2 separate regions of the Mus musculus genome follow, and region 2 is linked to region 1. Evidence: chromatin contacts called from public HiChIP or PLAC-seq data. All regions are on one chromosome and are shown on one strand. The core of a region is the stretch at or near the end of the contact, and the rest is flanking DNA. Distances in the headings are between cores, read along the strand shown. Region 1 overlaps Rab31 (RAB31, member RAS oncogene family). Region 2 overlaps Ppp4r1 (protein phosphatase 4, regulatory subunit 1).

Evidence for each region. HiChIP or PLAC-seq counts read pairs in DNA pulled down with a chosen protein or histone mark.
Region 2: a contact with region 1 is called in an H3K27ac HiChIP or PLAC-seq map of microglia, with 4 times the contacts expected there. The contact joins two enhancer-like sites. A contact is called at or near these places in 1 of 15 datasets of contacts at CTCF or cohesin (the NIH/3T3 cell line), 2 of 484 Hi-C or Micro-C datasets (bone marrow-derived macrophages and nephron progenitors), 1 of 115 datasets of contacts at active chromatin or transcription factors (microglia) and 3 of 9 other capture datasets (adipose tissue, liver and pancreatic islet).

What each region holds. Positions count from the first base shown.
Region 1 is chr17:65,682,326-65,685,538 of GRCm38.p6, reverse strand. The region is part of intron 5 of Rab31 (RAB31, member RAS oncogene family); the gene reads left to right. Among named protein-coding and RNA genes, the nearest start is that of Gm35477, 42 kb to the right of the region's middle. Within about 2 kb of position 1,563, at least 49 of the 459 cell types and tissues checked have an H3K27ac peak or open chromatin away from gene starts, as enhancers often do. A contact at or near this core is called in microglia, where this site is marked.
Region 2 is chr17:65,826,047-65,829,259 of GRCm38.p6, reverse strand. The region is part of intron 11 of Ppp4r1 (protein phosphatase 4, regulatory subunit 1); the gene reads right to left. Among named protein-coding and RNA genes, the nearest start is that of Ppp4r1, 44 kb to the right of the region's middle. Within about 2 kb of position 1,584, at least 44 of the 459 cell types and tissues checked have an H3K27ac peak or open chromatin away from gene starts, as enhancers often do. A contact at or near this core is called in microglia, where this site is marked.

The DNA.
Region 1 (3,213 bases), core at 314-2,813:
AATCATTGAGTAGAGTGTTGTTCAGTTTCCACGTGAATGTTGGCTTTCTATTATTTATGTTGTTATTGAAGATCAGCCTTAGTCCATGGTGATCAGATAGGATGCATGGGATAATTTCAATATTTTTGTATCTGTGGAGACCTGTTTTGTGACCAATTATATGGTCAGTTTTGGAGGAGGTACCATGTAGCACTAAGAAGAAGGTACATCCTTTTGTTTTAGGATAAAATGTTCTATAGATATCTATTAAATCCATTTGTTTCATAACTTCTGTTAGTGTCCATGTGTCTCTGTTTGGTGTCTGTTTCCAGGATCTGTCCATTGGTGAGAGTGGGGTGTTGAAGTCTCCCACTATTATTGTGTGAGGTGCAATGTGTGCTTTGAGCTTTACTAAGGTTTCTTTAATGAATGTGGCTGCCCTCGTATTTGGAGCATAGATATTCAGAATTGAGAGTTCATCTTGGTAGATTTTACATTTGATGAGTATGAAGTGCCCCTCCTTGTCTTTTTTGATAACTTTGGGTTGGAAGTCAATTTTATTTGATATTAGAATGGCTACTCCAGCTTGTTTCTTCGGACCATTTGCTTGGAAAATTGTTTTCCAGTCTTTTACTCTGAGGTAGTGTCTGTTCTTTTCCCCCGAGGTGGGTTTCCTGTAAGCAGCAAAATGTTGGGTCCTGTTTGTGTAGCCAGTCTATTAGTCTATGTCTTTTTATTGGGGAATTGAGTCCATTGATGTTAAGAGAAATTAAAGAAAAGTAATCGTTGCTTCTTGTTATTTTTGTTGTTAAAGTTGGGATTCTGTTCTTGCAACTGTCTTCTTTTAGGTTTGTTGTAGGATTACTTTCTTGCTTTTTCTAGGGTGTAGTTTCCATCCTTATGTTGGTGTTTTCCCTTTATTATCCTTTGAAGGGCTGGATTCGTGGAAAGATATTGTGTGAATTTGGTTTTATCATGGAATACTTTTGTTTCTCCATCTATGGTAATTGAGAGTTTTGCTGGGTCTAGTAGCCTGGGCTGGCATTTGTGTTCTCTTAGGGTCTGCATAACACCTGTCCAGGATCTTCGGGGGTGTTGTTTCTTATAAGTGCTTGTGAATCTATAATTATATCTATGAACATTTCAGTAAATAAAATTTACTGAATTTAGCTGGGGAAAAGGTTAGAATAGTGGTAAATGTATGGGTATGCATATTACACACACATCATTTATATACACAGCCAAACCTCTGAAGAGTGTTGTATGTGACTGATGTTTTGCCAGCATACTATGTGAAATGATTAATTTGATCATACCGACACACATAGGATACAAAAGAAATACAGGATGATGCTATTAAAAGTTGTCACTTAGAGCATTTTCCTAGCATATTTGAGGCCCAGCATTTAATCTACACACACACACACACACACACACACACACACATACACAAGCAGGCATGCACCACCACCATCAAGAAAAATAACTCTAAAAGAAGAAAGGAGAAGCCTGCTGTATTGGTCTCTGTCCAGAGTACATGTGTCTTCCAGAGACAGAAATAGAAATAGTCTGGCAAGTGACAGGGCCTGTGAACTAGTGGGCATCCGCCTGTGGAGAGCTCTCTGTGGCAGGAGAATCAAGCTGTTGGTCAGCCAATCTGGCTGCTCCAGATTCTGCCTTCTGGCATGACTTTTTCAGGGAGGGAGCCAAATCTCTAGGTCCCAGACCTTATTCCAAGCCTGCCCTCATTTTACTCTAATCCCAAAGTGCTTTGCTCTTTCATCATTTCCAGAAAGCTGGGTATTTCGTTGGGAGTTACAGAAGGACAGTGTATAGAGCTTCTGTCTGTCTATCTGTCTGTCTGTCTGTCTGTCTGTCTGTGTGTGTCTCTGTCTGTCTCTCTGTGTATATAAATGATCTAATGATCTCATCTAACAGACATTGGTGGTGTAAGCTTGTCCGCCCTTAAGAGGAGCTGTGCACAGCATGTTTTGAGAGTCTGCTGGAATGGAAGTAGATTTAGCCTGCGTCTGGCAGACCATATGAGGCATCAGGAGTGGCGGTCTGGGCATAAGAGACCACAGTTCCCCAGTCAGTGTGTATCTTGAGCATGTGTGGACAAGACAGAAGGCAGGAGAGGTTACATAGCCCTCATCCAAACTGCCTAGGACTAGGGCACTTGGGAGTTGATTTCAGAATTATTTTCATATACATAAAGTGCTATATTGGAATTAGAACCTAAATCTAAATACATATACCTCACAAACACAGCCAGAAAGTAATTTTATATAGCATTATAACTTTGTTTTTGTCCATAAAGTTTTATGGTATTGAATTTTCTACTTTATCACATTTGTGTCCAAAAAAACTTCTGACTTCTGGGCTTTTGGGGTGTTTGGCCTAGGGGTGCTCAGCCTGTGTGTTCATCAGGGTGAAAGGCCCAGGCAATTCAGGAGATCCAGCCTAGCTCCTGATCTTACCGAGAGATATCCCTAACTCGCCTGGAAGATCTGTAAACAAAAACCTCCCTGTACCAAGGGGTGGGAAGAGCAGCAGAGCCCCAGTGAGACATCTGGGTTACAGGCATGGTGTAGTGGTGGCACTTGTACTCATAGTGGCTACTAAACTAAGTCGGGGAAGGATGCATGGGTCCCTGCACCAAAACAGTGGAGGGGTGGTAGAGGAATGGAAGCGATGTCTTAAGTGATGTAGCCACTAGAGAGGTCGTTCGGGATCTAGTGGATAGCCTCACACCTATCCCCATACAGGTGAGCCCATTGAAACCCAGTGAGCCACAGAGAAAAGCAAAATGACATTAAAGTAGCTCGGAGACTGGAAGACTTGCTAAGAGGAAGGGGGTGGCTGTGAGGGGCGTGGGAAGGGAAAAGAGGGTGGAAGCCATGGGGGATGATCAGAATTCTTTCTCTACATGTGTGAAATTGCCAAAGGATAAACTCATTTTAAAAGCTTTCCCTCTGCTGACACTGATGACCAAGCTAGAAGAATAGGTAGCCTCTCTCAGCCCGAAGCACGCAGTCTGGCTGTGGGAAGATGGGCCTGGGAGCTCACAGGCATTCTGTGGGCATCACTCCCCTGCCCTTACTCCCACCATGACCCTGAAGAGACCTGGCCCAGGTCCCGGAACCTAGTTGCTTCTCCCACCCTCTGATTTCATATGTACAAGGCCATTAGACCAGGTTTATTTTATCTTTCAAGGTTTATCAGTGTGACATT
Region 2 (3,213 bases), core at 335-2,834, 140 kb before region 1:
ATTTTCTACCGTGGCGAAATCACTGGTCCTTCAAGAGACTGCACGGAAAAAAGTGTGCAGTGTGCTGTCTGATTACGGTGTCTAGTTGCTGAAGGCACCTGCACCGTTATTGCAGGCCTCAAGTTCAGGAGTCCATAGGTCAAGCTGCTAAGTCTCACTAAGCTATTCTAGCAGAAAGGCACTTACACAAACCAGCCAACATGCAACAATTGCGGCTGCAGAGTCTTCTGGGCGGCAACATTTAAGCATCTCTATCGCACCCCAGTTCACTCTCCTTTTTTGATATTGAAATTACTACAGTTTGTTCCAAAACAATTGGGATCCCAATTTTTTTAAACATTTTATTTATTGAATGTCTGAGTGCTCTGCTGGAGGGCGCCAGATCCCCCCTTGTAGATGGCTGTGAGCCACCATGTGGTTGCTAGGAATTGAACTCAGGACCTCTGGAAGAGCAGTCAGTGCTCTTAACCGCTGAGCCATCTCTCTAGCCCAAGTATACACTCTTGCTTGCCCAAAGCCAAAACAACTTACCAAGCACGACCTTCCTTATACAGAAAGTTCAAACTAAGAAAGAGGATTCTCTGCCCCACCAAATAAGTGAGAAATTTAGAGAATATATTTATATTTCGGGGAGGGACCAAAGCTAACATTCCCCTTGCACACATAAAATTCAAATCTACTGCTCAAGACATCCTATGCATATGTGACAGCATCTGTCTAGTTTCCTGCCTTGGACAGTGGAGCTTCTTTCTGCAGAGGTCAGTGCAGCCTCTCAGCCTTACACTGAATCTACGCTAATTCTCCCAGCACCAAAGCAGGCTTGTTAAAAGCAAAGGAGATGGACGGGTCCATGAAACTGCATGGAGAGGACATGGCTGCTGTGATTGTGAACTATCAGCAGGGGCCCTCCAACATCCCATCATACACAGAGGGGTGCTCATGAGGCCACACCTCCCCTGAGCAGCTGTTATTGGTTGCTGAAGGAGGTGGGGTATCATCTTTATAGTATGGCCACTGGGAGATGAGGTGGCAAGACAGGGTACAGAGGGAGATTAAAGGGGTAGTAGACAGTAGTGTGTGTGCGTGTGTGTGTGTGTGTGTGTGTGTATGAAACTATCAAAAGCAGGTGCTATGCAAATGACTTAGAAAGGGTGGTGAGTCTGAGACAGTGGAGTGCCCCTGAGTACAGCTGTTCCCAGTTCACTAGCCCACTCTCATTCCTGGGACTGTTCTCTTTTTGAGGCGGCTGTGGCGGAGGGTAGGGGCGGGCTTCTCTAAATGCATTAAGTATCTGACCATGCGCATTCAAGACTTGTGCTCAAGGAACTTCTACTTCAGTGGGTCATCATTACCTAAATAAAGCAAACAGTAGTGTTTACTCGTGGGACATTCTGGTGATTTGCATTGTTCTCAGAATTTCAGCTATAATTTGTAGTTACCATGACAATCATTTTAACTCTCTTTGGGGTCTTTCAAGTTTCTAAAGCAAAAGCAGAAGTGTGCTCCAAGCTGACTGTACAAACTGTCCCAGAGTGCACGCGTGTCTGACAGGCAGGTCCCCTGTCTCCCATGGACTTGCTTTCCATCCATGCATGTCCAGCCTGTCATGTGTCATGTGTCGTGAGCCGCTGGCCATGTGCTGCAGGCCGGCTGTGACTGCAGCTCTGCAGATCCACCACATCACTCTTACAAAGGGGATCTCTCCCATCTCTGTGTCTCACTGTGTAGGATCTTCTGCTGAACTTGTCCTGAGAGCCTACTGTGCTCACAGCTAGCAAAAGGATTCCCCTTCCTTCCCTATTGTAGTCTAGTGAAAGCAGTTAATTCACTATTAAAAATCACAGGAGAAAAAAAGACCGTCGTCAATGATCACAGGCGGTCTGAAACTAAGTCCGCGGTACTGCCTTACAGACAATCGGCTGTGACCTGGTCTGTGTAGAGCTGCTCCCTTAGGGCTGTCGCCACGTTCCCTCTCCTCCCAGGCTTACTGTCAAGACACCATGTTTACAGGACAGCACAGCACTGGTCTCCTGGGTCGGACCTTTGCTTTTAGCCCTGGATCAAGAGTGCACCTTTTAAAACAGTCCAATGCTTTCTGGAGAACTAAAGGCAAGTCCTGCTCTATAACGCACCGCTAGAAAAGAAAAAAGAGCCCCATTGAGCCCTTCTAAAAGTTCAACTCATTTTGTAACACAATGGAGACTAGTTACTTAGCAGAGATTAAACAAAAATGTCCTCAGATTTTAATAAAATCTAAAAGCACTACATGACAAATTTAAATTGTTCTAGGTGTCATAACTGAATTATAAGCATAATTCATATGTAAGCATGTAAATAGTTAAGTTACCATGTAATATTAATAATGAAATTTAACTACAGTATAATTTTAAGTCAAATATACTAGCCATCTCCAAAAACACACATTATGAAACTTAAAAAGTTTATCATTTTACTTATTGAAAAAATGTGCATTCAATATTTCTATTAATATTCACTGAGTGCCCACAATGTGTTAGAGAACTAACAGGTACAAGAGTCCTGGAATAGATCTAAAGACTGGCTGGCCTTTTGCATATAAATTAAGTTTAAGGAAAATAAAATGAGAGTCACTAAAGCTAGATGAAGTTACTAAAACTGAGGTTGATTATTGAGATTGAAACAAGAAGCTAAAGGAAATAACACATCAAACACTTGACGGTAGCTGCTGTGGGCATGGCTCGCTTCCTCTCATCGGGGGCTGAGGATGGGCGAGAAGAAGGGAGAAGGCAGTGCAGGGCTCTGCTGAGGAGCTGCGCCATCGACTCAGAGCTGCTGTGTCACTGAGCTGTCTGTCCTAAGATTCAGAGAGGGTGGGGCCATGCTCGGGCTAGGAAACTGTTCTCCACCTCCGCTGTGTCACTAGCCACTGGGTTACTTCTCACATCTCACAAACTTCATTCAGAAGGGCAGTGGCTTCCACTCGTAGGAACTATACCCCAGTGAATCTTCAAAATTAAGGTCACAACTAGAAAGCATGCTGTGCAGAATAAGCCAGACTCAGAGAGACAATACAATACAGCACGTTCTCTGTCCCCTGTGGATTCAAGATTATACCCATCTGTGCAGAGAGATAGTTTAAATCAAATTCAGTTAAATTAAAATAATATTAGGGACCAAGGATGTAATAAAATTTAATGCTTTTCAGGTATAAAATTACAACAGGAAATCTTAAAA